Linked DNA regions of Mus musculus: regions 1, 3, 4 and 5 are each linked to region 2. A link is a contact called in public Micro-C and targeted proximity ligation data. All regions are on one chromosome and are shown on one strand. The core of a region is the stretch at or near the end of the contact, and the rest is flanking DNA. Distances in the headings are between cores, read along the strand shown.

Region 1 (4,572 bases), core at 1,737-4,236, 1.1 Mb before region 2:
ACATAGCATTATGTTGTGTGGCTTTTCCTGGAATAAGCCACCTGAGGGGACAATGAGGATGGAACAGAGAAATAGTTCCAGCCAAGTCTAACTCAGAGAACCAGTGGGTTTATTAGGGCACAGAAGCAACAGTAAGGAGTGTGGGAAGCTTTGCCGCTCAACAGACTCCCTTCCTCCATTGCCTGTTAACTGCCTGTGCCTCCTGTGTAGCCCAGTGCACCTGGTGACAGTTTCCCTGCCCATCCAGAAAGAATCTTCATGGCTACAATTTTGTTACAATTTCATAGGTGCAATCATAATTGCTCTGATTTCAAGAGGGCAGTTTCCACGTCATGCTTGAATACCATAGTAAAACACCATATACATACAAAGTAGATAACCACATACACAAAACCAATGCACTTCTCTCACAGGACACATACCACACTGTGCACATAGACCACACTGCACACAAAATGTATACATACATCCCATTTCATACCAAACACACACCACATACCCACATATTCCAGTCAGTGTGCCACCTGCACGGAAGCAAAGAATCCTGCCTGGTTTTTCTATAAACCCTGGCTTGTTAATTGGCTGTCTCACTGCAGGCCTGTTTATCATCTTTCTCCAGAGCTTGGGCACCAAATGAAGATAGATTCCAGGAAGCTTTGAAACGTTCCAAATGCAGAACCCTGAGATCTGCACACTTTGAAGATTGGAACACATTTTAATTCGCCCCGCAACGCTGGATTATGTTCTAATTATCCCTCATGAATGCTCGGTTCCCTGTGACTTCTGGGAGTGGCATGGCTTGGTGGGAGAGCTGTTGTTCCCACTGCCCAGTGTCCTGGCGTGGGATCTGTCGTCCATCTGAACTTGTCACCCCAGCAGCCCACGGCAAGGTCCTTTCTGCTGGAAATTTCTCAGAAAATACAGAAAAAAAAATATAAAGAAGGACACACAAAGTTCTCAAGAGTTCTATCCTTTGTATGTTGGGTGAGTTTATTTTCAATGTGTTTAAGTATAAACAGTCCCTGAGTCGGTTTACTTATCCATATGACGTTTTTTTTGAGTCACTTCTGCTCAAGATTCAACCCGGAGAAGGAAGAAGGAACAAACCAGAAGAGGAGGAGGAGAGGAACTGAGGGTTCTGCTGGAGAAGTTGAGGCTGCAGGCCGATTGTGGACAGGCCCTCCTACACAAGGCCAAGAGGAGATTAGAATTATTATTTTTTATGTGGGAAAGGAAGTGGTTAGGGGTTGAGCAGCCCTGCCATGGGTGTTCCTTCACTACTGCCAAGGCTCTGGAGCTGTGACCCCAGCCACTGAAGTGATTTGACATGGCTTTGTGTCCTGGCTGGGAAAGAAAATGTCAGTGCTGCTCACAAAGTCAAGGTGGGACCCTGTAGAGTGTCGTGCTTCAGGGCTGGCTGAGAGCTGCCCACAGCAAGCTCGGACAGAAAGGTTTAATATCCCTTTCCTCTTCACACTCTTCTTCAGGAAGAGTGAAATAGCATCTCATCTATGCCCAAGCTTGTCACCATCACAGGACCAAGCATTCTCCTTACTTCTTCAGTGGGAATGAGCCACAGGTGGTAAGCTGGGGTCCTAGGCTTCCAGAATATAAGAGGTGAATGTACCTCTGTCCAAGGGACAGTCCGTGGTCTCCAGCACTCCAGCCCTTCCCCAACCCTGCAGTACATCTTCACAGCTGCCAGCCAGGCCCAAGGCCAACATTCCCTTGCTATTTCCTTAGCTGGCAGGCTTTCCTGTTTTTGCCTTGTCCTTTGTGCGGACAATGGGGCCCGTGAAAGCCCAACTAGGTCAGATGGCTTCTCTACTCACCATTGTCCCATGGCTCCCCCTTCCTGAGGAGCACAGAATCCTGAAGTTGTCTTGTTCCTAGGGATGCTCTTTGACCACAGCTATCCCTGATTATCCTGTAGCAAAACGGCAATGCTGCCCACCCACCTCTGACTCTATCTCCATCAGCCTTCATCTCTGCCTTTATTTTTCACCTGTCTCTCTATAGCATGACTGGCCCCTGACCAGAATGTGTGGACCAAGAAGGTTCTGCTTTGCTCACTACTCAGCTGCATAGCAGCACAGCACCTAGAATACTGTTTCACATGTATCTGTTAGGTACATGGAGAAGAGATGAAGGCACTAACGTAATGTATGAGACCTGGTCTGATATGTGATGTCCACTGTATTCCCTGACTCCTCAAGACTTCATCAATAGCTCACCTGTCTTTCTACCCCATAGCCTGAGCTTTATAAGTTGTGTGCTACTCTGAGTTTTAAGTCCTGCCATGGAATGATCACAGAGAAAGAGAGGCTGCCCTTTGGCTGCATCACTGGACACTGGAGCCACAGACCAGGTCTCTGCAGTCTTCCCCATGGGGACCACATAACCACCACCATTCCAGAGTGCCCGTTTCAATTTGAGAAGAACACAACAGCGGCAGGGTATATGTCGTGTACCTCTTTTCAGCCAAAGGATGGGAAGTCTGCCCAGAGTTTACTGGGACAAATAGTCCTCAGAATGGGGATTGGAAAAATGGAATAATATGCATCCATTGTCCTCACCACACACTGCACTTCAGAGTGCACAGGCTTTGCTGAAAGCTAGCTTACGGAGAAGACAAGATTGCTGTGTGCAGTGCAGGAGGTAATCTCTCTGTATCCCAGGGGATGACTCCATCTGTCCTTCCTCCCCCGCGGCAGGGCCAGCCTGCGGAGACAATGGGAGGGAGGATAAATGGCCACATTGTAACTTATTTGATTTTGGATGGGTGGAAGGAAAGGCTTGATGTAGGGTGTCAGTGTCTGACATGAGCATGTCAGGCGCTGTGTGATGAGATAGGCAGGCACTTTTGGTTCCAGGCAGAGAGAAGGACAGGCGGGCACCCCTCCAAGGGGGTCACAGTAGGGACCAAGTGCTGGAAGCAGGGAGTGTGGGAGGATGCTGAACGGGGTCATTTAGTCACAACATGAATATTAATGAATGGCTATGAAACACACATGGAGCCCAGCCATGGAGTTCAGCACCATTCAGCTCCTGACTCTTCTTTGCACTGTGATAATAAAAGCTCCATTCGGCTGAGGATGGGGAGAACACCAAGATGACTCGCATTTCCTCTTAATCATCTCCAGGGATAAAACATGAACTGCCCATGTTGTGTTCTTAGCTGCCAGAGGCACTCCAATGGGATGGGATAGCTTCCTTTCCAGTGGCATCATTTTTTTTTTTTGGTCTATGTCTCTTATGTCCAGTTATTCTCAATGCCTGAAGGACAATCTTTGCCCTTTTGCTCTGGTGTGCCTTACTCTTGCAGGTCCCTGGTACGTGAAGCTGCTTGGCATTAAAATTTTCCAGAGCTGGTGATATAGCCTTTACTCTCACTCTTTCTGTGCAAGGAATAATATTCACAACTCCGATCTCTTGATATAATGTGTTGTTGGTAAAATGGAAGGGAAAGAGAGAACAGGATGCCTTTTGTTTATTTCAAACACCCCCCACCCAGCCAAATCAACACAAAATGGAAGGAATAGTCTGTTCTGCTGATAAACATTATTGTAACTTCTCATGAGTATATAGGGACATCCTTGTGGATGGATAATCAGAAACTGAAGTTCCCATTTAAGGTTGGGTCTCATACATACCTGCCTTTCTTTCTTTGTCTTCAGTACATTGATACCTTCCTGATGCTCCAGTTCCCAGGCGGTTTAGCTTCTCTGACCTCCAGGTTCTCTCCACTTACAGCTCCATTTTCTTTATCTCTTCTTTTCAGAACCCCACCTTTATTGATAAAACTTTGCTGGATCAAATGGCTCCCCACCTAATAGAGCTTACCTTCCTAACAGGGGTGCTCCTTTCTCAGCTGCAGAGACTCTGTACCCAGAGGGAACCAAGTCTTAGACTCTGCGGGAGCTTAGCCCTAATTCTTACTTCGTGGCTTTTTTAGTGGAATCCAGGAGAGCACTTAGCTACTGAGATATCATCAGAGGCAGACAAATGAAACTAGAATTAGATATATTAGGGAGTGTGCCCATGATGACTTCTAAGCTCTCTACCCCATACCATACTTGTGTGAATGGCTTTGGGGTTCTGAGGTTGTCAGTTAACAGATTATCCTGCTTCTTGTGGCTCAGATTTATCTCTTTACAGTTTATTCTGCCCCTTCAATGTAGCACCTGTGATATTCAGACTTCTCTCCTTCTGCACTCCTTTCTCAGCAGCCTCCAGTGTGTGTCTTTATGACCAGTGATGGCGAGGCAGGTGGGGACCTGTGTAGAGTGCTGATAGCAGATACCTGTCCTAGTTTGATGAGGTTAGTGATATGGTTCAAGGCACTGAGCTCCTCTTGGAGAGGTAACTGTTGTGGATTGCCCTGGTGCAATTTGTATTTTATGCTAATTCTACTTCCTTAAGAGGGACTGCCCCATAAGGAGGGGACCACATACTCGGGTGATTTTATGTGAACCTTCTCCCCATTTAAACTGGTCCAATAAAGGCTAGAGCCTGTGGTTGGGCAGTGGAAGGGAAAGGTAAGGCTGGAGGTTTAAGAGAGGCAAGAGAGGA
Region 2 (4,906 bases), core at 133-2,632:
TTGTATGGATGTCTTGGGAAACAGAAATCTTGGGGCTCCATTTTGCTATGTCCCCCAAAGAAAGAGCTTTCCTTTTTTCTTCTTACTTCCTTCTTCTCCAGCTCCTTAGCACAGAGCAGGCTCTTAAAGCGGCTCCCTAGATATCCATAGACCAAGAGAATGAGGGTCAGGTTATCTAGAGGAGGGGGGAGGGGAAGGCCACTTGAGTCATAAGGGTTGAGCAGGTGGCGTTGAAACAATGACTGGACTGGGCCTTAGGTGTGACTCAATCTCTCTATAACATGATGTTTTCTTGGTGCTGGGTGCTGAGATTCTCAACGTGGTTTCACATCTGAGCCAATCCGGGCAATGTTTATTTATTTAGTGGGGATGGGGAGCGAGGGGTCTGAGGAAAATGTATGGCACTGTGTTCTTCCTTTCCACTTTGTGGTTTCCGGGCATGGAATTTAGGTCCCCAGGGTTTTGCAGGCCACATGTCTTTACCAGGTGTGCCATCTTGCTGCACCCTTTGAGGAGTTTTTTTTCAAAGCCCCAGTGTTGGGGCACACTCTCAGATTCTAACTAAGCTGCTCTGGGGTGTAACCAGGGTATCCACCTGCTTAAGAAAAGCTCCCTGGAGAGGCTCAGGTGTAGGTCAGGGCGAGAACCCGGTAACAGGCAAGCAGGCCAAGGTTTTAGAACATCACGACAGAAGGAAGATCCATGATTGGAAAGCAAATTCTATGCACGTTCTGGGGACCACAAACTGCAGTCCGTAGAGTGCTTACAGCTGACACAGCGGGCTGGAGCAGCGGGGAAACAGCAGCTCAGAGTAGGAAGGGAGTTGTGGGGCGCCAAGATCAGCAAGAATAAAGGGAGCTAAGCAATGTGAAAGGAGCCTGGAGATAAAGTCTGCCGTCTAGGCTGTAAATGGGGCTCGGGAGTGACTGCGTGGAGACCCGGAGGAAGTGGGGGGTGCCGCCCAGAAGGGCGTGGCGCGGGCAGAGGCTTAGGAAACTCAAAGGCTATAGGGGGGCAAGCGGTCGCGCAGAGAGACACAAGGGAGTCCTTATGCACACGCGCACGAGCGCGCACGGGCACACCACGCTACCACTCGGTGGGCACACGTTCGCTGCACACGCCGCGGTCCCGAGAGCGGATCACAGGGAGGAGCGGCAGGCAGGGCCGGGCAGTCTCTCCAGTCGCGCCCCTGCAAAGGCTTGCGCAACAGGCGGCGGCTCCAGCCCGCCCCGCCCAGCCCAGGCAGGGTGCAGCACGAGGCGGGCCGGAGAAAGGGGTGTGTCCCCGTCTCCTGCTGCGCTGGGAGCAGAGGGTCTGGGAGGGGCGAGGCCCTGGGGGCGGGGCCCCGGCGCCTATAAAATCGCCCTACGCACGCACGGACATAAACAAACCTTGCCAGGCTACCCTCTCGCGTTGCAGGCAGATTGCTCACCCATCTTCGTCTCCCTCTTCACCTCCCGCGGGGCGCTGCACCTCCAACCTTGTGGTTGGCTCCTTTCCGTGCTTGCTTGCTCATTAGGTAAGCCCTCCGGACGCCTTCTTCCTCCGGAGCAAGACAAGGACCCCCAGCAAAGCTTGCTTTCGGGGTGCTACTGGACACCCCGCCCGTCTTTTGTGGCCCTTGCGAAGACCACAACTGGTGGTCTTCGGTGGAACCGGCGCCGGAGGGATAGCTGGCATCACTGGAGCGGGTTTCGATTACTATAAGGCACAAAAAGACGTGTTGGGTCTCGCTTTCTCTCTAATTGGGGAAGTGGGATTAAGGGGTCGAAGTTGGGGCGGAGAGCCTGGGAATACCTGGGTCGCACTTCCTGGCGTCAACCCTGAGCCACAGCTGACTTCTCTGTCCACTGGGCTCAAGGGGACACTTTGTGTGTGCTCTCGCGTGTGAAGGGGTGTGGATGGGTGATGGGGTGACTAGGAAAAGAGCGACTGTAGCGCGTGTATCCAGGGGATGAGTAAGGGTGAGCAGACTTGGCGGGGAGTGTGGAGAAGGGGGCGAGGGTGTGTCTACTCTGGAGCCTGGTCCCGAACCAGTGTGATCTGAGTCCAGGTTCCCATCCAGTCCAGAGCCCAGTGCTCTCTCCAAGCTGTGCGTGTGAGAGAACGTGTGTGTGCTGGGGGAGAGTCCGGGGTGTGTCCCGGCGCGTGCTGCACGCGCCACTGCGAGTGTCGGCGGCGAGAGGAGCCCAGGCAAGGGTGCGGCCCTCTAGGTAGTACCGGGTTGGCTCTGTAACTGCGCGGGAGTGGTGGTTTGTGCCTCCAGGGTCGCGCGGGCATCTGGCAGCCCCAGAGTTGGCTGGAGCTCTGAGTGTCGTCATTTTCGCCTCCGCCTCCCCCCGCCCCACCTCCCTTTCTTTCTCCCAGGCGGTCCTCCCTGCTGTTTTAGCCCGGAGAGCAGCTGGAACCGCTCGTCCGTTCCCGGGAGACCGGTCGCGGTCTCTGATTCAGCCTGTAGGGTAGATTCGGGAGGGGCGTGAGGAATGCTGCAGGCTCTGGGGAAACATGCTGTCACCACCGCCTCTGTCAAATTAGTAGCTGAAGCTAAGATTTGTGGATGGCTTCCTTACTCTGCCACCTTCCGTCTTCCCTTGTCTGTCGCCTTTGCTGGCAGTCATCACGGATCCCCATGCACTGTCCCTTGGGCTTTAATGTGGGAGGACAGGTCGGGGAGGGAAGTCCAGTGGTCCGTGTCCTAGAACAGCCTTCAGCTCTCCCTCACAGACTTCCTGGGCAGGTCAGCTTATTTGAGTCCTTGAAACTCCTGAAGAAGATGGGAAATTCAGGACAGCCAATGTTCCCCCCCCCCTTACCCCCTTCAGTGATCTCCTACACCACCTAAAGTGAACGGACAGGCGCTAGCTATGGATTTCAAGGCAAATCTTTCAGGTTGCTTCTTACTGTTAGAGATCCTAGCAATTTGTCTATTTCACATGTGTGAAGTGAATGAGAGAAAGCTAGGTGCAGAGGAAAACCCCCCAAAACCATCTTCATGGGACTTGCCAACTTCTGGACAGTGGCAGGGAGGGGCCACTGTTTTATGGGTGTGGCGCAACCAGCCCCAGGCCAGAAGGGTACCAAGTCGGAGCTGAAAGGTGTGAGGGAGGCTTTACAGGAAGGTCTGGAAAAGCTCCAAGAGGTGAGACTACAGTAGATGCTGTCAGGGAGCTAATCCCACCTGGGCCTTCTTAGCTTGGTGGTGCTTGGTATCTCCGTGGCCAGTACTGGGGAAGGAGGACTTTTTCAGCCATACCAAGGACAGTAGCTTGACCCATAGGAAGAGCTCTGACATTATTAAAAATCATTGGGACAGCTCTGCTTTCTGCCCTGACCCCGGTAGGTACCTGATACAATCCTATGGCTGGAGGAGGTATCGCTTAGTTCCTGGGTCCATTGTAGAGTCTCCTCTCCTCGTAAGCTTTCTCTTGGTGAAAGCAAACCAGAAATTGCTAACTACTGGCTGGGCTATTTCAAAAGGAAATCCCAACTCACACACATCCTTTCCTGTCTTTTGCTACTTTAGAGATGAGAACTGAGATCAGAGATGGAGAGGTCTGTGGCTGAGGTCAGCCAGAGTCTGAACTCCGTTCAGAGTCCCTTCTCAGAAGTCTCTTGGTTAGGACTGAACTTGAGTTTTGCCTGAATGCAACGGAATGAATAGGAACTTACCTTCTTACCAAGTTTTGGGTGAGGCCAGTAGGAGGGAGAGGCAGAGTATATGTTTGCTTTTTATTGTTTGTTTGTTTTGAAAGTGTTTAAATCATGTGTTGAAGTGGAAGCAAAGTCAGTTCAGTGAGAAAGAGACAAGGGTAACAGTCCCTCTACCTGGTGTTTTTTTTTCAGTTAGTTACCTCCCCCCCCCCCCTGCCCAACAGTGCTGGGGTCCCTGGGTGCATTGACCCCTGGTGGCTTGAACTAACCCCAGCAGGGGACAGAAAGAAGGCAGTGTTTTTCTGATGTCCCAAAGCTGCAGTACTTCCCTTATGACCTAGATCCAGAGGAGTCATCTAAGGCGTGCCTCAAAGGTCCTGTACCTTCTGAGGCAAGCCAACGTAATGACTAGCACTGGGGGTGTAGCCATAGCAGAGCGAGTATAGGATAGGAAGAGAGTCTGGGACAGGAGCCACAGAGCATCCAAAGGATCATTTGCTACCTTCCACCTCCACAGGAATGCCGCCTGGGCTGTATCATCTCTATTGAGGTGGATGAGAAAACCAAAAGCTTATGTGAAACTATAAGTGGGAGAACCAGACAGACAGAACCTTTTGAGTCAGCCCTCAAAACTTTTGTGTTCTAGCGTAACGATATATCCAGGTGTTTGAAGAAAGCAGGGAAGCAGTATGACACATGCAGAGATAGTCTCGGGCTTTGGACCTTAGTTTTCCTCTTCTATAAAGGTAGAATAACACAAACAATCTCATCTGGGTGTGTAGAGCTTGCTTTGGCTAATCCACATGAAGTGAGGCCAGTGGTCAGCACATGAGGAGCACTGTGTGGAAGCTTCACATAACAACTAGAGAGGAGGAGGGCATACCTGCTATGCCTCCTTCACCCTCTAGGTCTAGAAGTTTATAGTTGCTTAGTACATAGCTCTTCCCTACTCAGATCGCTATGCAGCCTATCATATTGCCTCATACAATGGAGGTAGGAGGAGGTCTTAATTCTCAGGTTAGAAAAACAGGCTGGGCACCAGTCTAGAATCAGGTTAATGGATCTGGACCAAATGACTTTATCCTTAGCCACTTCTAACCCTAACCTTGCCCCTTCTGGACCCAGCTTTGGGATGGGTGGTTAATCTGGTGGACTCACTGCAGGCTGTGGACCTTCTTGGTCACATCTGACCCTAGGCTAGCCCTTCTCACTTGCTTTTTCTCTCCATGGGAGACGGAGCTGCTAAACGTGGCCT
Region 3 (4,481 bases), core at 1,497-3,996, 1.2 Mb before region 2:
TCTTAGGTATGCAGGTGCTCCACTGAAGTTTATTTACCTCACACCTGAAGAGCAAAGTGCCGCATCCCCTCTGATTACCACCCTGCTTTTCTGACAGAGGTCTCCATGAATACCATTTCTGAGGTTCTTGGGAGAAGAGTCCAGCTCAAAGGGCTAATTGGAAAGCGAGCCATGAAGTGTCCATATTGTGATTTCTATTTCATGAAGAATGGCTCAGACCTTCAGCGGCACATCTGGGCTCATGAGGGTGAGTTGTCTTTCCATCTGGAACATCTATTTAATTTTATTCTGTGTACATTATTTTGGGATTACATAAAGAGGAAGTTTGCCTTTGCATACCCTGCTGTTGTGATTTCTTTAGCATGTAGATATATGACTCTAGCCAATAGAGATCAGAGATTAAGACCATGACTTTAATTGCAGTTGCAGTTGTGGTTAATAGAGGTGTTTCCCATCTTCTAGCTCTGGATATAACTGTAGTGAATTAGACCACTGTCCTTTGCTTACGGGTTAACTAGTGTCCTGAGAACAGGAAAGCCCATATGTTCTCTGGGCAGTTGCAGTGCCCACTACTCTGCTCTGTATGTAACTAGCATTGAAGAACAATGGAACTATGAAGGATTGGCAGTAAAACGGGCTGCTGGAGGCTTGACATTTTGGCAGTGTGGAGCGTCACTGTTTATACTGTAGAGAGAGGATTGGAAAGTGGAAGGGTTGAGTAGAAAGGTCGCAGTCCAGAGAAGCATAGGGGCTGCTGTGCTCTGGGGGCTTGGCCAGGACTGGAAGTGTTGGACAGCTACTTGCAAAGATTCTGACAAGCTAGGAGTCAAGGGTCTTCTGTCATCGACCTCATTCCTTGCCGCTAGAGGAGAATGTTGCCCTCCTCAGAATGAGGAAGGTGCAAGTGGCAAAGTGCCCTGCTAGTCCTGCGTAATAGTTCCTTCCTGCTTGTCGGGAGCTTGACCACTATAGGCAGGACTGTAGGGTCAGAGGAAGATGGATGGCCAAGTATTTTGCATAACATACTATCAGTGGCAGGGCTCAGGGGAGGAGCTGATGGGCAGAGAGTCAGTGAAGAGAGGAGGCAGTGGACCTGAGGTGCAGTGCTGGAACTGAAAGGTGCTTTCTTGTGTGCCAGCACTTAGTAAGCACTGTGGGCCCAGTGTGTACTTTCGGCTTGCTCATGGTACGCTAGTTAGTGCATTCAGGGACTAGCAAGCCAGGTTAGTTTTACCAGTGAGGAACACGAGGCACAGAACGCTATGAAATGCTCGTGTTGTACAGCCAAAAAGTAGTGGGAACTGGGATTTGGACCCATGCTACATGATTCTAAAGCCCTGTTCTTTACATCTTTACTGACTCGCACTAAGAGAAAGCGATACCTCCCATGTGGAGGCAAGAAAGGAGGAGTTGACAGTGGTGACGAGATGAATACCTATATGTCATTTTCTGAGGGCACTGAAGGAAGTCATTGCTAGGAGTTTTCTCAGTAGAGAAGGAGGCAGAAGCCTTTGTGTGGAGATTGGTTTAGGATGGTGCTCAGGGGAGTCGTCTGGGAGTGGTCAGAGACAGACCACGAACCTGACGCTGATGCAAATCCAGGGAGATGGCAGCCTGAGGATTATAAATCTGTTCCCCTGGGGGATAATGCTTGCATGGCAGACAGAGGTCTGGAGTGGGAGAGCGTGGTTCAGTCTTTCCTTTCTTTGTATGTGACGCAGGATGGGACAAATATTCCATCTTCTGGTCACTTTTCCATGAAACACAATTATAAACTGCCTTGAGATTTGCTGCAGGCATCAGTGAGATGGTCTCCTACATTCCTCAGAAGAAGACCCTGTGTATGTCCAGGCTTAATGTATAGCCAACACTATGCATTCAAGGACACGGGGTGTCAGTATTCCATACCAGGCTTAATGTATAGCCAACACTATGCATTCACAGGACACGGGTGTCAGTATTCCACATTGAACTTCTGGAAGAAATCTCTCAATTTGAAAACCTTCTGAATTCTGAGAAAGGTTTAGGAAACGAAAGGCTGCAGTTTTAGGATGGAGTGTTCATGGCCTGCTCTTTTTCACTTGTCTATGAATTTCTTTATAATGATGGAACTGTAAAGGATAAAGAAAAGCCTACTTACCCACATTACATTATTCGCGAGTCTTTGGAGCTAATCACTGCAATTGCACTGTAAGTATTCTTTCTCCCAGCTCACTCCCAAAATAAAACATGGAAAAAGAGCAGCAGTAGGCAAATGCAAAAGATAAGCATGAAGACTAACAAGAAGGGGCAACATAAGATAAGTCTGGGGACTCTCCATAGTCATAGGTGTTGATCACACGTGAGGAACTTCATTCACACGGTGGGCAGGTGCTCAGAGAGTCTAACAGTTCAAAGAGGTCAAGAAATGCATTTGAGATGAACCACGACAGCAGTTCTCACACTGGCTGGGTGGGGGAAAGCAATACAAGTGGAGTAGGCACAATAGCTTGGGAATAGTTACATGTGAGTCATGCAGAATGTCCAGTGTTTTGTGCTTCTGTTTATGTTATGAATGGGAATATTCTTCCAGACTTGACCTGAGTGCCTGATCCTATTGATTTTTGCAAAGAATGACGTGGCCTATAATTTTATTTAGTTTAACTCAGTTGAGTTGGATTTAATGACTGCTTTGTAAGTTGGGCAGGGTGTCTGTCTTCAGGGAGTTACCAGACTGTAGGGAGAGCAGAGGTGATCAAATCACTGTGGTATGCAAGAGCATTTTGGCAGGAGGGAGCTGTAGGATTACAGAATGCTGATAGGCAGCTAGAACTGTCCTGAAGCCGAGGCTTGGGAACCCTGACTTCTGCGGTATTTCTGTAAGGCGGAACAAGATGAGGTCGGCCAGACATGAGGTGTGCGGACACGTTGGGAGTAAGCAAGTATACTGCTCTGTTCAGTTGGATGTTTTATATGGTGTGAACTGTTCTTTGGGATCCCCACCCATGTTTGCACAGACACGTGTAAATGTACAGCTATCCATTTCTCGTTGGTAGGTGTGAAGCCCTTCAAGTGTTCTCTGTGTGAATATGCAACTCGTAGCAAGAGCAACCTCAAAGCTCATATGAATCGTCACAGCACTGAGAAGACCCACCTCTGTGACATGTGTGGCAAGAAATTCAAATCCAAAGGGACACTGAAAAGTCATAAGCTCCTTCACACGTCTGATGGTGAGTTCCCAAGCTCCAGTGGCCTGTAAGTGCAAGGCTGGAAGCTGGCATGCCAAGGCCAGCAGAGACTGTCCGATCCCGGGTAACAGGAAAACACTAGACTTCACAGGATGTACAATCTGAAAGTGCACGTGGTCCTAGCCTGTCTTTCTTCTCACCAGGGCTAAGCACTGTCTCCCTTCAACATGCTCTGCATAAACCCCTGTGGGATACGTGAGCATGTGTCATAAGCAGGGAGAGGTAGACTGCTGGAGGAAGTAAGATGTTAATGTTTGGTTCTGGAAGTTTCTGTCCTCTTTAGCCTTCCATCTCACCTTGAGCCTGATTGTAAGGATAGCTGTGCTGGCACCTGGCCTGATGTTTTTAACATCAAAGCTACCTCAGGGTTTTTACTGATAGGGCTTAGCCTGAAATGTAATCAGTATGAATTCCTGTGGTTGTGAGCTGTGAAGGTGGGTTCTGGGCGCAACAAGGCCATAAGGATCAGTTCCTGTTTCTAGGTGGGATAACAAAGAGCAGGTATGTATTTGAAGGTAAGTGTCTGATTATGGAGAGCTCAGAAGCCTAAGGGTCAAGGCTCAGGCACAGAGCGTTCATAACACTTTCTGATATGGGCTTCACAGAGGAAAGACATTGAGAAACACAGGTAGCCAAACCATACTAGAAAAAGTTTTGATTTAATTAGAAACCTCAGTTGGTGGGAGGTACTTGTGACTGCTCCATGTTACAAGGTTAATAAAATTTCTTAATATATGGTTCTTGCAGCGTAATTAGACATAAGAATTAGGGCTTAGTGAACAGATTAATGTAAGTTCCATGCTGATTCCAATTCTGGAGCTTAGGAGATGATGTGTCTATCATATCTGGCCTCTGTTGGGTATCTGTCCTGGGAGTCAGCCCTGCTGGGTGTGTGCTAGCTGCTTCCTTGGCAAGAGTCAGACTGAGCTTGCGGCCCTTAGTGGGAAAGGCTGAATTCTTGGTTATGATTCCTCGGAACTACAGTCAGGGACTTGGGGGGTGTTGAACCAAGGCCACAGCCATGGCTATTGATCAGTACTTTCTTTAAAAAGAAAAACGCCATAATCAAGATGAAACCCATGCAGGGTTGGGTGTGCTCAGTGGTAGAGTACTTGCCTTGCCTGGATGAGACTTTAGGTTCAATCACTAAGCAGACAAAGAGATAAACTAAGTAATATAGGCCATCACCTAGGGATAACGAAAGCTTTTGTGTCGTGTAACTAGTTAGGACGGCTTCACTTTCTCAGACAGTGG
Region 4 (4,337 bases), core at 131-2,630, 1.4 Mb before region 2:
CCCGCCCCTAGCACCTCCTCTCCATATTGGCCCAATTCCGGGGGACCGCAAGGAGAAGGAGGAGTTTCCTGGACGCCTCGTTACCGCCCAGCGCCCCCCGCGCTGCGGGTGCGTGCGCACGCGCGCTCAGTGAGCACGTGAGCCCCGCCTCTTAACGTGCCGAGGGGGGCGGGTACAGGAAGCGGGAAGAGAGGGGTGGAGGCTGCCGTTGCCATGGCAGTGACGTCAGGCGTCGGGGAACGAACCCGGCCCCTTCCCACTCACACACACGCGCGCGCGCGCGCACACCCAGAGCCATGCACACGCGCGCGCGCACGGCCGCTCTCCTCAGACACACTGGAGGGAAAGGTCAAACTAAAGGCGAACGAACGGAGAGAACGCAGCGAGCGGCCGCCGCGCCGTGCGCCATGACGGACGCGGCCGGGCCGGCTTCCCAGCGGCCGCCGCCCGCGCCCCTCGCCCGCGCGTGCTCGCGACCCCCTCCCCGGCCGCGACGGGCGCGCGACGGGCGCGAGGCGCGCGCGGGCGGGCGGGCGGGAGGTGGACTCAGCCGGGCGGGCGGGCGGGCGGGCGACGGGCGGCGGCCTCTCGTCGCGCGTCTCCGGCCTCGCGCGGTCGGTCGGCGAGAGCGGCCAGGTGAGTGCGACGGGCGCTGGGCGCGTGCGGTGCGGGGCGAGGCGCGGCCTGGGAGGCGCGGCTGACAGGCGCTCGGCCGGCGGGGGGCGGCGCCGCCCCTCGGGCTCGGCAGCGGCTCGGCCCCGCGGCCCTGGGGCAGGTGGGCCCCCGGGCGGCCGCAGCCGGGAGTCGCCGAGGCCACGGGAAGGGCTCGGGACACTTCGGAAACTCCGGCCCGCGGCGAGCTGCCCTCCCGTCCGGGCCGGCGAAGTGCATTTCCCCGCCAAAGTCGCGCGGAGCCAGGACCGGCGCTGGGGGGCTGAGGGCTGAGGGGCCGCAGCTCGGGGCCGGACCGGGTCGCAGACCCACGGACCCCGCCTTTGGGGGACCTGGCACGCCCGCTGGTCGTTGCCATGCCAGTGCCCAGTGTTTGTTGCTTGTGGTTATTTCAGGACGAATGGTTACCAAAAAGTTACTTGGAAGAGAGGGAACTGCTTGAATTGTCATGAGTTCTTTTCCTGTGTGTGCAGGAAATAGGTTAATCTCTCCCTCTCGCACGCCGGCCGACAACTGATTCTTGCCGGTTGCACTTTAAAAAATAAATGCAAACGCTCCGAAATGCGGTAGCGTCTGGGTGAAGTTTCAGGTGTCAGGCTCCACGTTTCACGGGAAGAAACGAGAAGACACCGGAGTACTTGATAGGCTCCGGCACCCCCAGCTTTGGGGCTGGTCCGAGCAGAGTTTAGTTTTGGCTGGCAAGGTTAAGTAATCACGTTGACCCAGTGCCACCCATCAGTGCACAGCTTCCCTCAGAGGAACTCGGGACTCTTCCAACCCAGGTCTTTTCGGACTGTCAGTCGCTAATCCGGACCTTCCTTTCTTCATGGATACATGTTTTGTTTTGTTTTGTTTTTTCTTTCTTTTTAGTTTTAGCAGGATCATAATGCGCGCATGGATCCTGCCTCCTTCTCAGACATTAAAGTGATTTTCCTACATGAACGGCTCTCCAGGAGATGACTTTGAGAATACCAGGCACGCACTCGGACCTGGTGTGCCTTTATTTGGGAGTTTGGAAATTTCCAGTGTAGTGTGTTCAGATTGATAAGAGATGCCTCACCCCCCCCCCCCCAGTAAAAACCAGTCTAAACAGGTGCCAGGTGTATATTAAACTTTAGAAGACTCCCCGGTTTGTGAAAGGTGTAGTGGGTTATAGTGAAGGAACAGCCAGAAGGACACCCTTCTGTAAATTTGATGTAAGTTAGAAGGCTTAGTAAATTCAAGTTTTGATTCTCACCCTGAGCATTTCTGATATATGAGTGCTTTTCCTTTTAATTCTGAATATATGATTGTCACTTTCAAAAAGTTCTCTCAGTGGAGAACCCTCACTCTGAAATTGAGTCCCTGTGGTGTGGCATGAAGCCCAGCCCTGGAGGTTCTCGGAGAAGGAAGGGAAGGTTAGTAGGCCATCTTGTTACTTGTTCCTCAGCAGTCAGTGTTGTACCTCCTCCTAATCTTGCTTCCACTGGCCCTTACAGACAAGGATCTGCATACTATCCTGTAGTTGGGTGATTAGTTGTCACAACCTCCAAACAGTTCCTGTAACATATAAGGAATTTTGTTTGTTTGGTTTTCCTGACTCTTCATAAAGGGAACTAAAGATAGAGGCAGTGGCCCTTATTCAACATAACCCCCTGGTATAGGCTCATTGACCTTGCTGACTTCACAGAAGTCACGTGTTTATGGAACTCAACAGTTCTTGGACCTTTTACTCCAGGTGATGAGGACCCATGGGGAAGAAACTTGAGATAATAATGTCTCCATTTTCCAAAGTCATTTTATTTGAGTGTTTATTGTGAACAATGCCAAAAATAAAGTGACTTTTTTATGAAGTACATTTCTGCTTATACTTTAAAACCACTTAATTATGTTTCAAATTTGCTGGTGTTGCTTGCATATTCTACTATATAAGAACAGTTGGTTAGGGGCTAACAGTTTTCCGAGCTTGCTTGAGGGGAAATAGGAAAACAGTAATGCTGCAGTGAGGTAGAGGGGGAGAGGAAAGCAGCTGTCCTCCACTTTAAGAAATTGGATATTTTAAAGTTTAAGGTTACAAAACAAGTTAAGTAGTTGTTAGTTCAATGAGAATTTTACAGAGCAGGGTACCTTCAAGTCTGCTTAAATAGTACTTAGTAAATGTTGTTTGACTTATGAAATTTGTTTGTTGGACAATTTAGTAAGAGAATTCTGGCATCTCCATGGCTTATGAATGTTTCCTTGAATATGGCTATCACACATTACCTGGGGACAGAGTTGAATTCATTGTCCATATTTTCATGCATCAATTAATGAGTGGAAAGTTTGTCATCTGATTTAAGCTGTACCATTTAAGGAGTCACATTGAAACGTAGTTCAAATTGTTTCACTATTCAGTCAAGTTTTACCATAGATTTGACAAGAATCCCACTCTAGGTAGTTAGTGGTGTCTCAAAATCACCTTGTGGCAAGATTCTCACTAGGAGGTAGTCCTGCAGCAGAGGCCAACAATCGGTTATACCCAGACATGAGTAAAGTCAAAATAGATTTGGTCTAGGTCCACACACAGTAAAAATGTAACCTTGAAATTTCCCCTGGGTGCACTCTCTTCAGAACTAGAAGCTAGATTTTCCTAAGTAATTTTTAAATTTTGAAGAGAACATTTTTCCTTCTTTCTTTCTTTTTTTCATCAGATTGGTGCCTTAAATTGGTTACTAGAATGGCAAAAGTCTGGTGCAATAGCATGGCGACTTTAATTCTGATACTGTTTTGCTTGTTTATGTAAAAAAAAATTAAAACTAATCTGACAAGAATTTGACTTACAAGCCGGGCAATGGTGGCCCACGCCTTTGATCCTAGCACTTGGGAGGCAGAGGCAGGCGGATTTCTGACTTTAAGGCCAGCCTGGTCTACAGAGTGAGTTCTAGGACAGCCAGGGCTACACGGAGAAACCCTGTCTCGAAGGAAAAAAATAAAAGAATTTGACCTACAGATACAGATCAGCTTAGCCTTTATATTGGGAAAAGAAGCAAGAGGAGGAAATAGCCATAAATGTCCCGGGAGAAAACTAATGCAGATCCATTCTTTACACTGCATGCTTGCCCTGGGTGTGATACCTCATCACCCTGCAATCTCAAGAACCCTTAATAGAAGGGAACTGAAGGGGAAACTAAGCATAGGCACGTGCTAAAAATAAAAATGCCCTAAGAGCACTTAGCATTTTATTTCTGTAAGTGCATCAGGAAGTGAATTATTTTAATACAACTTCAGGATACTGGGCACAGCTTTATTCCTTTTAGCAGATTTGAATATTATAAAGATTAACGAAACAGCTTGTATGATATAGAATTGATTTATGTATGTACACAGATTGTTAATTTCTCAGTTAAAAAATTGACTAAAATGAAGATTGAAAAATAGGTGGTATTAAAAGAAATGTTTTTCTTTTTTTAATCTCAAGGGACTATCTTAAAGGATTATTAATTTCAGAACATGAGGTAAAATATTACATTAGATTTATGATTAGTGAGAACATTTCTTTTTAGATAAAGTCAATAAAGTAGGAATATTACTTCATTTAAAAAATGTTTATGCCAGGATGTGTGAGAATAGCAGTAATAATTAGAAATTTTAATTGGAAATTAAGACTGATTTATCATCTCAATTGAATCATTTAATTCAGTGTCACT
Region 5 (4,555 bases), core at 74-2,573, 1.3 Mb before region 2:
TTCTAGGTCTCATGGTTGTAAACTGGCCTGTCTCAAGTTTGAGTTTCCCTGTGTTTGTCTGATCTGTAAGCTCGGAGCTTTCAGCTGGCGTTAGTGAGAAGAATGGATTCATGTACTCCGTTTTTCTGGGTCCTTTTGCCACAGGGTTTGGAATGGCAGCTGTGCATTGGTCTGCCTTTGGCTGAGGGTGTATGTCTGTGCAGGATACCTTGGCCTGGCTGCTGCCCATATTCTGACACCAGCCTCTGTATCTCCTCACTGGGCTATGGGCCACTCACCTGCCATGTCTTGTCTGGCCTCTAGCTAGCCTTAAGTCTTTTTCATTTCAGTCAATTTCATGTGGATGGAATCAATTTCAGGAGAGTTAGTTCGGAGTCTGGAGTGTTGAAAAGTTCGCCAGCAGTGGTCTCCCTCTCGCCATGGTCTGCGTTCTCAGAGTCTGGCCTCCTTAGGCCGACAGGCTGTAGATGACGGGCATGTCAGTCTTGCACCATCCTCAGGAGAGGGTAAGATGTAGGAATTAGTCGTGTGCTGTGTGTTGCCCCAGGCACATGTGTCTGTCTGCCTCTTTCCTGAGAGTCCTGACAGCCAGAGGGAGTCCCGGAATCCTGACAGCCAGGCCTGAGGAGCTTCACAAGATAGTGTAGACAGGCACATGTCCCTAAGGATATTCCTGTAAGAAAGAATATTATAAGAGTTCACCCAGGGCTCCTGACCACACCACTCATGTCGGTGACACCCCTTGTCTCTTCTTCTCTTCCCCATACTGTGTCTGGATTTGGAAAGAGCATGGGAGCCCCTGAAAGGATGGAAAAGGCCCTTAAGGACACGAGAAGGATCCTCCTTGCTTCTCTGTCTTCCTCTGACTTGATGTGCAGCAGGTCTGAAGATGCGCTGCAGTGTTCAGTGATTCTGTTGCCTCTGATTCCATTTGTCACTGTTTCACAATGGGCATGAACTCACTGTTAGTTCTGTAGTCAATGGCCTCTTCAAGCTAGGCACTGGCGGCGTAAGGGCTGAGATCACAGAGGCCAGAGGCCTGTTTTAATCTAGTTATGCCAAATGGACTTACCAGGAACAACAGCAGAGGGTGTTAGTGTGTCAGGTGCCAGAATATTCTTCATAGGGACTAAATTATCCTTTGAAACCCCAGACTCACAGTCCAGTTCATGGTCACCTTCTGGGAGGGCTGGGGCAGAGCCCTTGTTCATCTTAGCATTCCTAGGGCAGTTTAGGCCAGAGGTCCACGGAGGACCTGGCTGCTCCTTAGCTCAGAATGTAGAATGAGGACTTGCATATACCAGCATCGGAAGGGTTTCCTCTGGAACAGTGCAGAGATAATTCAGGGGAATTGCATGCTCATGCACAGACTGCTTGCAGTGGGTCTCCTTGTGCTGAGCATGTCATTTTTCCTCTGAGGTCTTTTGTTAAGGAGGAGAGCATAGTAATTGGACCCCAAAATGCATCCAAATTATCACATCCTCATCAGAGCTGGCTGACAACATAATTAGGACTATATTTCAGGATATAAGATACACTTTTCATATCTGGCCACTGTAGAAATAGAAGTGGTTCTTCTGTTGTTACTTTAGTGTATTAATAATCCTTAACATTTGGGGGTGTACAGCATAATACAATGCCTCTTTTCAATGCTTTGGCATTTTGCTGTTCATGCATGGCTCTAAAAACATCTTCAAGAAGTGCTCTCTCACCTATGTTGGAGGCCTGTGCTCAAGAGGGTATGCCCGGCGCTTTGTCCTGGGTGTCTAGGGCAGGCAGTTATTGAAGACATAATTTCGTTGTTAGTAACGGAGCAGAGGCCCTCACCTGCCTACCCTCTGCTGCCCACTTCCGATCACAAGCAATGTTCTGCCTGGTGTGTTTCTTCTCTCAGCCCTGCGTATCCCACTTTCATGCCCATCTCTGTTCTTGGCAGACCCCTTTAGTGACCTCTTATATCATGCCAGTTCTCCCCCAACCCCATTGTTTTCTGATTCCTCATGCAGCTCAGGTTCTTGCTGTTTTCTGCTGCAGTAGGTAAACAAATCCCTCCATTTGCAGAGGACTGGTGCGGGGGGTGGGGTGGGGGGTGGGGGGGGTTCTCAGCAAGGCAGGACTTGAGAGAGTTGGGTAGCACATGAGTGAGGGACTGGGGCCTAGCTCTGAGAGTGAAGACATCACTGCTGGAGCTTTCAGCCATACTAATTCCTGTTCTGCTCTGCTCTTTTATTTTTCACTTTTTATTCTTTAAGCTTTTTTACAGTTCAGACTTTATCTCCCTCCGGGTCCGCCCTCCGACTGTTCTATATTCCCCCCCACCCCCCACCCCATCCTCCTCACTTCCGTCTCCAAGAGGATGTCTTCATCCCCCCCACCCCCCCAGACCTCCCCACACCCTGGGGCTCCAAGTCTCTGCTCTTTTAACACCCCAATTTCTGGGAGTTACCATCCCATGTGATGTTTTCTAGGACCTGTCTCTTGGTCTCATTCCCTGCTGAGAAATTTCTGTCCCAGTGGCCTTTTCTGGTCCAGGGTTTTTCATTGAGCCCTGTTTCATGCTTGATCGAACCCACGTTTCTGGGCATGGCTCTGGGTCTCAGGGCTTGTGTTTGTCCTCACTCGGAACTGCAGGCATAGTCTACCGCCCAACAGCTGACCACGCAGTGGGTATAGGGGAAGCTCATGCTAATTCATAGCAGATGGCCGAGTTGGGTGTCACCCTGGGGTACCCAGGCCCTCTCTGGAGCTGTCTTCCAAAGAGTCATCATATTTGTTTAATCTCCACATGATGTTTACTGTGCCTTTGAACTGAGAGAGGTCTTATAACTCTGTGGTCCCCAGACATTCTTCACTGCTAAATGTCACAAGGTTCTCAGACTTCTGAGAACGTCTGGGAAATGATGTTGGAACATTAGACTAGTAGAGGCTGGCTGGGAAGTTACACCATGGCAAACTGTAAGAAACAGTGGCTCTGTGTTGTCTGTGTCATGGTGGATTGAGGGTTCACCTCTCTGCAGGCCTGGGACTAGAGTCATCCTTGTATCCACAGATTGGGTCAGGGCTTGTCAATAGCCTGTTAGTCAGTCATTATATGTTTAAGTATGTGTCAGACATGGCTGGCTTTAGTCCTGTAGATGTCCTGAGTATTTTAGCTGTAACTTGGTAGAGCTCAGCTCGTGGTTTCTAGCCTCACATATCCATGTCAAAACCAGTTATCAAGGTATAATGGTTAATACTGTCCATTGTAAAGGACCTAGGGTCACCTATATCATATCTCTGAAGGATAATCCAGAGTCTGCTAATCTGAGTGGGAAGACCCATTCTAACAATGGGAGACCCCGTTCCATGTGCTAGGGTCCAGACTGAAGAAAAAGGAGAAAGTGAACTAAACAGTTGTCTCTGCTTGCTGACTGGCAGTGTGACCAGCTGAGGACAAATAAAGTCGTTCTTCACTAAATTGCTTTTGTTGGGTGTTTTAACACACCATAGGAGTAACCAATACATAAGGCATCGGGCTTCCGGTCCTACTGCTACTCTAGCCTGTTTTCTCTCTTGTGGGCTGGGGATTATAGCCAGTTTCTGCCTAAACCATGTTGATATGTGCATGATCAGCAAGAATCACGTTGAGAAAACATAGAAAGCATTCTTTCTATGCAGAAAGAAAAGCGTTATTAAAAGGCAACACCTTGCCTGGAAAACATTTCTCGTTCTCTAAGAATTAAACCTTGCTTGGAAAAGATGAAGTATCGGCTGATAGTACTCAGGAGAATGTTTTATTGACAAAGCAGTGTTCTGCTAGGTTAGATTTCTGTTTCACATATTTGGTAGGAACTGATCTCTGAGGCACTTAAGTCCCTTGGTAGTTTGTGGTGAGATCTTTCCTGTGAGTCCAGGGAGGGTCTCCTTCCTGTGACTTCCTGTACCTGGCTGGCTTTGGTCTTTATGCCAGCAGTGCTGTGTGGCTGCTCACCCTGGTGCTCATATTTTCTTTCTTGCTTCAAAGAGAAGTAGAAAAATGGAGCAGGAGGGTGGGGATCAGAGAGGTTTTTATTTTCAGATAAAAGAGACAGGGACATGTTTGCAGGCCCGCGGGAGAGCTCCAGTAGGAAGGAAGGAATGGATGAGCTTCAGAACGAAGCAACAGTGACTGAGCAGTGGTGCTCAGTGGGTGAGAGGGGCGGGCCTGCGTGCTCTAGCCGTTGCATGATGTGGCCAGTGGCCTGCTTTCCTGGATAAAGGCAACAAGGGATGCACTGTCTCTCTAAAGGTAAAATGACACAGTTCATGGCATCTGCACTGTCCCATGTCCTAGAGCCCACAATCCTGCAGCTGCCTGTGAGGCTAACCAGAGTGAGGCTAACCAGAGCGCCAGGGTTGTGCTGATTCTGACATGAACATCAGCCAGAGTGCCCTGGCATAGGTGAGGGAAGAAGCAGGCCGGGCATGGGTCTGTGGGGAAGGAGCTGCTCTGGCTGGATCTAGTGAAATAGCAGAAAGGTAAACTGAGAGAGACGTGTAGTTCCTACTTAACAGGACAGTGCAAGGGCCTAGAGGT

What was found. A called contact is a pair of places that touch in the nucleus more often than the background predicts.
Region 1: a contact with region 2 is called in a targeted proximity ligation map of stem cell-derived neural progenitor cells, with 5 times the contacts expected there. A contact is called at or near these places in 1 of 39 promoter capture datasets (liver), 4 of 130 datasets of targeted methods (embryonic forebrain, large pre-B cells, neural progenitor cells and 1 more) and 2 of 9 other capture datasets (embryonic stem cells and liver).
Region 3: a targeted proximity ligation map of pancreatic cancer cells shows a contact between it and region 2. A contact is called at or near these places in 3 of 39 promoter capture datasets (cranial neural crest, hippocampal neurons and liver) and 2 of 130 datasets of targeted methods (embryonic stem cells and pancreatic cancer cells).
Region 4: a Micro-C map of embryonic stem cells shows a contact between it and region 2, with 11 times the contacts expected there. A contact is called at or near these places in 10 of 39 promoter capture datasets (the 3T3-L1 cell line, 3T3-L1-derived adipocytes, the C10 cell line and 5 more), 4 of 484 Hi-C or Micro-C datasets (LSK cells and embryonic stem cells), 3 of 130 datasets of targeted methods (astrocytes, extraembryonic endoderm stem cells and large pre-B cells) and 2 of 9 other capture datasets (adipose tissue and liver).
Region 5: a contact with region 2 is called in a targeted proximity ligation map of forebrain, with 18 times the contacts expected there. A contact is called at or near these places in 12 of 39 promoter capture datasets (the 3T3-L1 cell line, 3T3-L1-derived adipocytes, the C10 cell line and 8 more), 3 of 484 Hi-C or Micro-C datasets (cortical neurons, embryonic fibroblasts and uterus), 3 of 130 datasets of targeted methods (embryonic forebrain, embryonic stem cells and forebrain) and 1 of 9 other capture datasets (macrophages).

The regions. Positions count from the first base shown.
Region 1 is chr15:68,069,760-68,074,331 of GRCm38.p6, reverse strand. No RefSeq gene overlaps it. Among named protein-coding and RNA genes, the nearest start is that of Zfat, 190 kb to the left of the region's middle.
Region 2 is chr15:66,966,117-66,971,022 of GRCm38.p6, reverse strand. It overlaps Ndrg1 (N-myc downstream regulated gene 1), which reads left to right and starts at 1,382. Exons shown (of 16, transcript NM_008681.2): 1 at 1,382-1,519. It overlaps Gm2895 (a long non-coding RNA gene), which reads right to left and starts at 1,375. Exons shown (of 3, transcript XR_875396.3): 1 at 1-1,375.
Region 3 is chr15:68,164,481-68,168,961 of GRCm38.p6, reverse strand. Zfat (zinc finger and AT hook domain containing) reads left to right here. Exons shown (of 16, transcript NM_001145888.1): 9 at 98-247; 10 at 3,036-3,209. Among named protein-coding and RNA genes, the nearest start is that of Zfat, 92 kb to the left of the region's middle.
Region 4 is chr15:68,359,169-68,363,505 of GRCm38.p6, reverse strand. No RefSeq gene overlaps it. Among named protein-coding and RNA genes, the nearest start is that of Mir30d, 20 kb to the right of the region's middle.
Region 5 is chr15:68,227,764-68,232,318 of GRCm38.p6, reverse strand. All of the region lies in intron 1 of Zfat (zinc finger and AT hook domain containing), which reads left to right. Among named protein-coding and RNA genes, the nearest start is that of Zfat, 29 kb to the left of the region's middle.